2 separate regions of the Mus musculus genome follow, and region 1 is linked to region 2. A link is a contact called in public promoter capture Hi-C data. All regions are on one chromosome and are shown on one strand. The core of a region is the stretch at or near the end of the contact, and the rest is flanking DNA. Distances in the headings are between cores, read along the strand shown. Region 1 has its middle 7.2 kb from the start of Gm41844. Region 2 holds the start of Ffar4 (free fatty acid receptor 4).

The links. Promoter capture Hi-C pulls out the DNA fragments that hold promoters and counts their contacts.
Region 1: a contact with region 2 is called in a promoter capture Hi-C map of liver, with 2.6 times the contacts expected there. A contact is called at or near these places in 5 of 39 promoter capture datasets (the 3T3-L1 cell line, embryonic stem cells, hippocampal neurons and 2 more), 2 of 130 datasets of targeted methods (embryonic stem cells and pancreatic cancer cells) and 1 of 9 other capture datasets (embryonic stem cells).

The regions. Positions count from the first base shown.
Region 1 is chr19:38,369,348-38,374,778 of GRCm38.p6, forward strand. No RefSeq gene overlaps it. Among named protein-coding and RNA genes, the nearest start is that of Gm41844, 7.2 kb to the right of the region's middle.
Region 2 is chr19:38,094,561-38,099,591 of GRCm38.p6, forward strand. Ffar4 (free fatty acid receptor 4) reads left to right here and starts at 2,519. Exons shown (of 3, transcript NM_181748.2): 1 at 2,519-3,133. The coding sequence starts at 2,567.

The sequences.
Region 1 (5,431 bases), core at 2,059-4,558, 280 kb after region 2:
TGACTTGGTTTTGACACATAGTAAACACACAGGTGACATGTATAAATATGTAAGTTTTAGAGTTCAGTCTCGATAGAGACTGTGATAACCGTTTTGGAACTCAGGCCCTCTCTCTCTCTCTCTCTCTCTCTCTCTCTCTCTCTCTCTCTCTCTCTCTCTTTGGAGTTGAGTACACTGTGGCTGTCTTCAGATACACCAGAAGAGGGCATCATATCCAATTACAGATGGTTGGGAGCCACCATGTGGTTACTGGGAATTGAACTCGGGACCTCTGGAAGAGCAGTCAGTGCTCTTAACTACTGAGTCATCTCTCCAGCCCAGACCCAGTGTTTCCAAGGTTCTGATATAATATATATAGATATATAGATATAGATATATAGATATATATATCCTCCCTTGAGGAAATGCCTCCATGGGATCCAGTTGTAAGGCATTTTTTCAATTAGTGATCAAGGGGTTGGGGAGGGCCCATTGTGGGTAGTACCTTCCTTGGGTTGGTAGTCCTGGGTTCTATAAGAAAGCAAGCTAAGCAAGCCAGGGGAAGCAAGCCAGTAAGAAACATCCCTTTATGGCCTCTGTATCAGCTCCTGCTTCCTGACCTGCTTGAGTTCCAGTCCCGACTTCCTTTGGTGATGAACAGCAATGTGGAAGTGTAAGCTGAATAAACCCTTTCCTTCACAACTTGCCTTTTGGTCATGATGTTTGTGCAGGAATAGAAACCCTGACAAAGACATATATAATTCTAACTATGGCAGTGCCCTTCATACTAGTCATTACTAATCATGTATAAACTATGCTAAAATGTAGTATCATTCAGCAAATGAGATGAATCAAACAGAACCCAGTTAGACAAATTCCACAAATACTGGTGGAAGAAGTCACATAAAAGCATGCTCTGTTAATCCATTTTGTGCCGCCATAACAGAAAACTCAAGACTGGATACCTTTTTGAAGAATAGAATTTGTTTTACAGTTCTGAAGGTCCCTAAGGTCCAAGGTCAAAGGGAGGGATTTCTTGCTGCCTCACCCCATGACGGAAGGCAGAAGGGCAAGAGGGCACATGCATTAGAGGCACAGGGGATGGCGACTAACTCATCTTTCTTAGAAACCTATTCTTGCAGTGACGAACGCACTCCAGGTTAATGACATTAACCTACTCAACTGTAGGCCAGCTCATTTCTTAAAGGTCCCATCTCTCAACACTGCAACATTGAGGATTGCATTTCCAATTGTGGGGTTCAGGAAATTGCCATACCAACCACGAATACACCAATCTCAGTTAAGCAAGAAAAGTTTATTGAACACACACCATAATACTGGACGTCCAGGTCCACGAGAAGGAAAAACCTAATTGTGGCACCAGTCTGCTCTCAGGGTAGACTTTTTATAGGGAAAACCAGGTTCAAAAGTTTAAAGGGCAAGGAGGGGAGCAGATGGCTCACTAGGCAAAGTATTATCAGCTAACCTTTAAGCTGCTTGGTCCTGGGTAAGGCAAGGGAGGTGGTGGATGGGTGGCAAACAGGGGAATTTCAGAAGATTCAGATAACAGAGCACAAGTATTATAATCACAACATTTTGGCTTACTAGTAGCATTCTTCAGTGTTACCCACAAAAATCACAGTGAGCTCATACATAGATGCAGGAAGGGCTGCCCTGTGGTTAGCTCTGACCCAAGATAATTTAGACATAACAGTTCATACCGACCTTTGATTTGATGGGTCCTACATAAACCTTTGTGGAATGTCTTAAGACTAACTAGCAAACCTCATACTGCTCATTCAGAGCATAGAGAACAAAACAGGGTGTGTGGTCAGCATGTCCTTGAGCCAAGTCACTTCTCTGTGTCAGTGACTGGCAGGCATGTTACAGCAACAATGTTAACTAGCTGGCAGGCATGGACCAAAATGGCTACAGCTATAGGGGTTGGGGGTCTGGCCAATACATAATATCAACTTCTGAGGGCACACTCAAAGCATAGCAGATGAAAACTACATAAACACCTGAGGTTTAGATAAGCAGATAAGTGTAGTTTAGAAGTCTGAAGAGCTTATCTTTGGAGGGTATAGTGAAGAGCCATCCATGGAGTGGCCATTTTGAGAACTATTCTCTGCTTCTCTCTCTCTCTCTCTCTCTCTCTCTTAAGATTATTTATTTATTTTATGTATGTGAGTACACCATTGCTTTCTTCAGACATACTAGAAGGAGGCACCAGATCCCATTGCAGATGGTTGTGAGCCACCATGTGGTTGCTGGGAATTGAACTCAGGATCTCTGGAAGAGCAGTCAATACCCCTTAACCACTGAGCCATCCCTCCAGCCCCTATTCTCTGTTTCTTGATCTGGGTCATGTTGACATGAGCATGCTCAGTGAGTGAGCTTTCTTTGAGCTATACATTTCCATGGTTTCGGCAGTAGTTGAAACTACACCATCAAATACTGGATTTCAGAAGGCATTGGAGGCTTGGTTGATTTATAGGCCCAGTATTGCCTGGGTGGATGGTGTATCTTGGTGGTCCATACTTGGCTGACAATATAGCAAATAGATAAATGGAATCAAGAAACCATTGATAAATGACTTATATATAATTATGGATCTTGTTAGTATCGTTATACAATTGTTTTTCTTCATTTCATAGCATTCTACTCCAAGAAGAGTGTGGTTTCTCAGAGATACCACAAACCCTAATGCAAACCACGGAGTATCACGATTGTAGCAATAGCTGGCAAAGCATGCTGCCAGCTCAGTGGTCTCAGAGTTAAAGCCAAAAGATCAGGTGAAAGAAATTGCTCTAATGAGGTGCTGCTCTCAAAAGCCTGAAATCCTGTTAATGCCCTGCCTGAGAAGCAGGGGAAAACTGTCCAGACCACCCACTGAAGTATCTAAAGTCTTGAATTCTAATCCCATCTCTGCGCCTCCCTTTTAGTGTGACTGTAAGCAAATCAGTTGACATCTCTAAGCTTCACTTTCCCCATCTGTAAGTTGAAGATAAAACACACACCTTAAAGAGAAAAAAGAGCGTTTGCATCTGGTGTTGGAAATGAATCCTCTCATCTTCTTAGCCGCTAAATAGTTTTCTTCTTCTATTTTCTATAGGAGAAAACAAGATCGGGGAAGGGGGAGGCTCAGATGGGAGTCATCACTCTCCTGAAACCACAGGGCTGGTTAGTGAACGGGACTCCAGAGCCTGGCTTTTAACAATTACTGAACTGCCTGGTTAAATTCCCCGGGGGTCAATGAACCGATGCACCTAATTGTGTGTGGCATATTTGGAGCATTTCAGAAACGTTAATGATTAAAAGGAGAGCAGAGTGGAACCCAGATATTGGACCATAACAAATCTGAGGTTAACAGGGATCATCTCTGAGCATGCCCAGTCTCCAAGCATAGATAAGTTCACAGAGGAAGGTAAAGGTTCCCGGGGTGTTAGGAATAATTTATGTACATAGGAGCCACGGTTCTCAGGAACTGATTGGAGAGAGAGGATCTACAAAGAAACACGCAACAAGGTCTGCAGGGTGCCCTCTGCCCAGGAAACTGCAGGGGTGCAGCCCTCTGACTCGAGGCCAGGAGAGCTAGGAGAATCAGAGAGCTCTCCAGCCACATATACCCCGACCCCTGTCTCCCAGGCCAGTTTGTCAAGCTTGGAGCAGAGAGCCGAGGTCTGGATCCTGTAGTCTGAGTGAGAGTAGGCAATGCCAAGGCCAGTGAGAGGTCATCTGTGAGAGGTTGGGACCCTGTCTCTTTCGTCTCCCATTTCATCTCTGTTGTCTAGTGTAAACACTTAGATGTTAGCCAAATCTGCTACATTTTTAAAAATGGGATGAAGATAAATACATCAGGGTCTAGAAGGGAAACGGACATAAATATTTCAGATGGAACACAGGACTTCAAAGAAACCTCCAAAGTCTTACAAGAGTCGTACACTCTGTCTCCAGAGAGTAAAACTGTAGAACCCCGAGTTCATATGTTTTACTACTGGTAATATTTAGCTACAAAACTCTGAAAGGCTGGGAAGGCACTAAACCAGGTTTTCTCTCCCCTCTTAGCTTTTCTGTCTCTGGTGCTCATCGTTAGATCCCAAGCCAGCTCAGGCTGCTGCCCAGGTCATGTTCATTTACAGCTGAGTCTCTCCCCTCCCTCACAGCTGATTTTCACACAGCTCCCAGGCTAATATACTCTCCTCAGTCCCATTTGTCACCCAGCAATCAGAGACAGCCTGGCTGCCAGCTCTGTATAAAGGATCCATCAATCACATGACATAGACCCTCTTTCCTTCTTCTGAGAAGGGACATTACCACCCCACTAGGCCACATGGGCCTGAACTCTCCTTAGAGTTCCCATCATGTCTGTCTGTCTGACGTCTGTCTGTCTGTTTATAGTGTTAATTACCCTCTGAATAAATCTTATTCAACAGGACAGACTGTCTCAGTGTCTCCTAAACCCAGAATGTTTTTTCTCTTCTCTGTAGTTAGGAGCCAGAACTGAAGCGTGGCCAAGGCTGGTGCTAAGGATCATAGGTAGCTCATGTGTCTTGGTGGGGATGTAGACCCAAGTTAACTGCAACTATGGCTCTAGGTTCCCATGGAGCCTTTTGCTAATGTTCTCTTTGGATTAGTTTGAGATAGAGTCTCCCAGTGTAGCCCAGGATGCCTCCCAGTGTAGCCCAGGGTGCTCTGTGACTCCCCATCCTCCTGCCTCAGGTTCTCTCATACGGGAATTGCAGGCATGTGGCTCCTGCCTGGCTACACTGCTGCTACATTTGCTGACTCCTACATACTCTCAGAAGGGGTTTCTCTGGGAAGTTTTACCCATTTAAGGGTAGTTGGTGTATGGGGTGGGGTGGTAGAGTTCTATTAGCTTCATTAACATGCAAAAAGCCCTGGGTTTGATCCCTAGCACTGCATAAACCAAGATTAGATAGAGGGAAAAGGACTGGAAGTTCTTGGCTACACAAAGACCTCCAGGGCAATCTGAGCTATATGAGACCCTGTCTCAAAAATTACTCATTAAATAACTACAAAACTGAAAAAATAGACATTCCCATAATGGTTACAATTTTCACCATTTTGAATACAGAGCTCGGTGGTATTTATTTACATTATCACTGCTGTCTATCCACAGAACTCTCATCTACCTAAACTGAAACCACACCCACTAAGCACTATCCCCCATTCCTTCCCCACCCCACCCCACACCCTGGCAACCACAATTATACTTCCCATCCCTATGAATCTGATTATGCTAGGCCCTTCTAACAAGTAAAGCCATACAATTTTGTCCCTTGGGTTTGATTTATCTCATTTGCATAAAATTATTAAGATTTATCCATGTTGTAACTTTGAATGCTGAATAATATTCTCTTATATGAAGTATATCATATTTGCCGTATCTATCGGTGGGCATTTGAGCTGTATTCACCTTTTGTCTATG
Region 2 (5,031 bases), core at 1,269-3,768:
CTTAACTAGTGACCATTGGTGCTCAGGGACACAGTGGTTCTAGCATCTTCCGTTCTGCACACACCAATAGCTCCAAGGAAGCTGTAGGTTACCAACCGTAGACTCACAATGGAACATCTTTAGGAAGCAGGATGCTCAAGGGTTACTGTGATAAAGAGGAGAGAGAACACAAAAGCATTATATAGAGAAGATAAGGCTACTCAAACCTGATGCCTGATTTTGTGGATTAGGGTTCCAAAGGTGCGCCCATTCCAGCAGGCTGTCACTGTAGTGGGACCATCAGTCTTGGGTCAAGTAGTTCTTTGGTCTAGGAACACACAAAGGTGATAGGAATGGAGAAGGTTTAGGAGTCTCTGCCCAAATCATTTTACCATTGGCAGAACCCCAGAGGGTATTGATAGTGAAGTCCTTCCAGTCCAGACACACCACCCTAGTTGGTTAATTAGACTTGCAAATTTCAACAAGAAGGCGTAGGAATAGAATCTTTTAAAGGTGTGGGTTATCCTGAGAGCTGGTAAACTGAGAAGACAGCGGATGGACATCCTAGAAACATCTGCATTGGCTGGCAGAGCATATAAAGAAGTGGGGGGGGGGGGGTGGGCGTGGTGGCGCATGCCTTTAATACCAGCATTTGGGAGGCAGAGGCAGGTGGATCTCTGAGTTTGAGGCCAGCCTGGGCTACAAAGTGAGTTCCAGGACAGCCAAGGCTACACAGAGAAACCCTGCCTCAAAAAAAAAAAAAAAAAAAAAAACAAAACAAAAAAAAAAACAAAAACAAAAACAAAAACAAAAAGTGAGGGAGCAGAGCCCAGTTTGGCCCCTCTGGTCAGGTGCTCAGCCACAGTTGCTCTTTCTGGAGCTGTGTGGGCTCAGACAGTTCATGAGATGCCCAGTCTGGTTTCTGCTAGTATCAACCTTAAGCTCCTCCAGGAGCATCTGAGCTGCTGTGAGGTAGTTCACTCAGAACAAACAAACCATTAACTATGCAACTGGTGATTCCTTTTTTTTTTTTTTAACAATACAGAATATGAGTGTGATTTTATAATATAGAATGTAAGTGTTCCTTTCAGTTGTCCATTCTGATCTCTCCCTCCCTCTCTCCCTCCTTCCCTCTCTCCCTCCCTCCCTTCCTCTCCTTTCCTCCCTCACTTTTCCCACCTCTCTACACAGAGCTAGTATCTCTTGACCCCAATCAGACAGTTCCCAAAGTCCCATCTCTGAGGCCCCTTCGTTTCACTCTTTTTTTTTTTTTTCTTTTTCTTTTTTTGGCTTTTCCAGCAGTGCCCAGCCCCCACTGGTTCCACTTTCCAACTTGAAGCTACCCAAACCTCCAGCTGTGCCTCTCTCCCACTGACATAGGATCTGCACATCATGTTAGAAGTCACAGCATGTACTTGGAGTCACATGCGGGTGATAAGCAGAGGCGCACATGCATGCGCTTCCAGGCACCACCGTCAACTTCAACGGGCACATGCTGTTCTTCATAAATACCTGGAGACAAACCACCAGGCAGAATAGGCAGGAGGAGAGGCCTGGGGGTGTGGCAAAGGGAGAGGGCATGAGGTCTTAGGTGGTTGGAGTACTTAGAGAAGTGGTCTTTAGATCTCAGTCCCCAAACACACTTTTAACTGACTAGTTATCTCATTTTCTAGAAAAGGAAACCAGAAGCAATGGTGGGTGGTTTAATGGCAAGAAGGAAGTCTAGGGGTCCAGGAACGTCTATTAGTCACCAAAGGCCACCTTAGCAAAGTCATTCTCGCAGAGGCTCAGGTTTCTTCTCTAACAGAATCAGAAGGTCAAGTGCTCTCACCCTGGGAGCCTGAGGCACTTTCAAAGCTTGACTGTGCACCTGACCTCTCTCCCTCCCCTCATCCTCCCTCTCACCCCTCCCTGCACTTCCGTGCTGAGTATCAAACCCAGGGCCTCCCTCACACTAGGTGTATGCTCTACACAAAGAACCAAATTCTCAGGCAAAGTAATTCTTCCTATTTTGCAAACGCAAACAAACAAACTGGTATATAAGGAGATTAACTCACCCCCAAATCAGATAAACACTGGCCCATTACAAGTTGTTTTGGGATCAACCTCCTACCTATGGGATTTCTTTAGAGCAGTCTGAACTACACTGGTCCGCACCATTTCCCAAGTTCAACTCTGACACTCTTCGATCAGGGTTAGCTTAAGTAGGATTTCAGTAATCAGTGTCCATGAAAGATGAAGAAGGCGGCCTCGGGGGCGGGGGGGGGGGGGGGGGCGGGGCAGGGACAGGGAGGCGGAGATTCTTTAATTTTCTGGCTTAAGAGCACTTAGACTGCCCAAGGGTCTGAGGTCTCTGCCTTGGTGGCCACCTTCCCACCCACGGTGTTCAGGCCAGTGTTGCCAGGCACTTCCTCGTTCCGGTGCGCCCTGGACGCAGCTCCTACGCCCAGAGCCTGGGCAACTCGGGCGGGAGGGTGACAGAGGGGAGGTGTCGCAACCTCCTCCCTCCCTCTTTCCCCGCCTTGGCATTCAGTTACCTCGCAGATGAGCGCTCTCTCAGACAGCGGCGGGCGGCCGGGCGCCCGGCATGTCCCCTGAGTGTGCACAGACGACGGGCCCTGGCCCCTCGCACACCCTGGACCAAGTCAATCGCACCCACTTCCCTTTCTTCTCGGATGTCAAGGGCGACCACCGGTTGGTGTTGAGCGTCGTGGAGACCACCGTTCTGGGGCTCATCTTTGTCGTCTCACTGCTGGGCAACGTGTGTGCTCTAGTGCTGGTGGCGCGCCGTCGGCGCCGTGGGGCGACAGCCAGCCTGGTGCTCAACCTCTTCTGCGCGGATTTGCTCTTCACCAGCGCCATCCCTCTAGTGCTCGTCGTGCGCTGGACTGAGGCCTGGCTGTTGGGGCCCGTCGTCTGCCACCTGCTCTTCTACGTGATGACAATGAGCGGCAGCGTCACGATCCTCACACTGGCCGCGGTCAGCCTGGAGCGCATGGTGTGCATCGTGCGCCTCCGGCGCGGCTTGAGCGGCCCGGGGCGGCGGACTCAGGCGGCACTGCTGGCTTTCATATGGGGTTACTCGGCGCTCGCCGCGCTGCCCCTCTGCATCTTGTTCCGCGTGGTCCCGCAGCGCCTTCCCGGCGGGGACCAGGTGAGCGCTGGCTGCGTGCAACGCAACAAGTATCCAGGCGGGCTGCTGGTGGGAGGCAAGGATCTGACCAAAGCCGTGGGCCGGGGGTGGGGGTGGGGGATAGTGACTAGTAACAATAATAGGTCGTGGGTGGAATTGTATCCTTTTTGGCAGACCCAGTGCCCAATACTCTGGAGTTTAATTTCGTCAGTTTACCCACAGTGCCAAGTGGGTAAGTAAATCCTCACAAGTGTTAAGGGGGCCTTCCCGGACTTTTTGCAAACTGCAGAGACTATTATGAGGCTAATTAAGCAATGGGAGCTTACAGCCAGGTGGGACACAGGGTGCGAGGTGGCTTCTCACAGAGTTTCTGCTTTCTCTCCAAATGTCACGCTACTGTTATTATCGCATCTATTTAACAGACAAAGAAGCTGGGGCACCCAGCATCTTCCTTATTGCTGGGCTCCTGCTTAGAAGAGCAGTCTCAAGGAGAAATCCTACAGTAGTGGGATGTCCCCTGGGGGAAAGGTTCCTGTTCCCGCATATACTCTGACCAGAAATGCTGGTTATGTGAACCCCACTCACCCCCCTCCTCAGCCCCCAAACCTCCGAACACAGAGGAGGGCTTCCAGGGTTGGCAGTGTCCACAGACCAATCGCTTTTTTTTTTTTTTTTAATTGAGGGCAAGGGTGGATGAAGGCTACACCCTGACAAACGGTATCTTAAAAAAAAAAAAATCAACCCCCCCAACTCACAGAGGGGAGTGTTTGTTTGGTACTGACTTTGAATGACTAATAAGCAGAAACCAATCAGGCCTGTGACTCTTCATTAAAGAACACATAACCATGTGACCATGTGTACCTGGTGGGTACAGGTGATGCAGGGTTAACTGAGCTGATGGGTACTGCTGGCCTAGAAGAGACCAAGGAAGATCCCTCTTTCACTCCAGGCTTGTCCTTAGTCCAGATACACCTGAGCATCAGGGCAGGCCACATGGATGCTTCCAGAAAGCTCAGATCTAACTCCTCACCAAAGGGACCAGCTAGGTCACATGCATGTCCAGCTGGCCACATGTGGATACTAATGTGGATAGCTATGAACATGTCCCAACATGGATGGCAATGCTGTGACAGTCTCAAAATGTTGGGTAGCCCAATAAGGGGGCAGCTCTGCCTTCGGTTGTTTGTTTAAGCTGCACGCCCCCCCCCCAATGAGTTACAACAGTATTGCTGTATTTTTCATAGAACTTAGAGAATTTCTTGCTCTTAACACAGAAGCATTCCAATTCCAAGAATTAAGACCAAATAGTATATCTTAAATTTCCAGGTGGACTGTCCCTTTTAAAATTCATTCAGGTACAATCCTATTGGGCTGGTAAATAACACTAATAAGGAAATAAAAAGGTCTTGTCTCCTCCCAGCCAACCCCCAGACTGAGACTGTACCCCGATGCAGCTTGAGTGAGGGGGCCCTTGCCTGTGCTCAGCACTCTGTGCTCATCCCCGCCCCCACTCGAGGGAATGGCTGAACCTGGAGCCCTCTACAGTACTTCCAGAATTTCACTGCAGGTGCTTCTGGGGAGCTCTTGTTTTCATGACGTTTGTTTTCAAGGTCTTGGGAGGCATTTGGGCAAAGCCACTGGGGCAGTAAGGACTGACACTACTTTAGTGGCCAAGTGACAGGAGCCTTAGTTATTGAGATTTGTAGGGTTGGGATTTGGAAACTTGTAGTGGAAAGGGGGTGAGGGGCAGGACAGTGCCCTGTCTCCCTGTCTTTCTTGTCATCACCCCTACCTGTCTATCACTCTCCTGCTCCTAACCTCTCTCTCCCTCTCCCCCCCCCCCTTTTCTCCTTCTAAGCTCTTCTCTCTCTGTGTGTTTTTGTTTGTTTGTTTTTGAGACAGGGTCTCTCTGTGTAGCT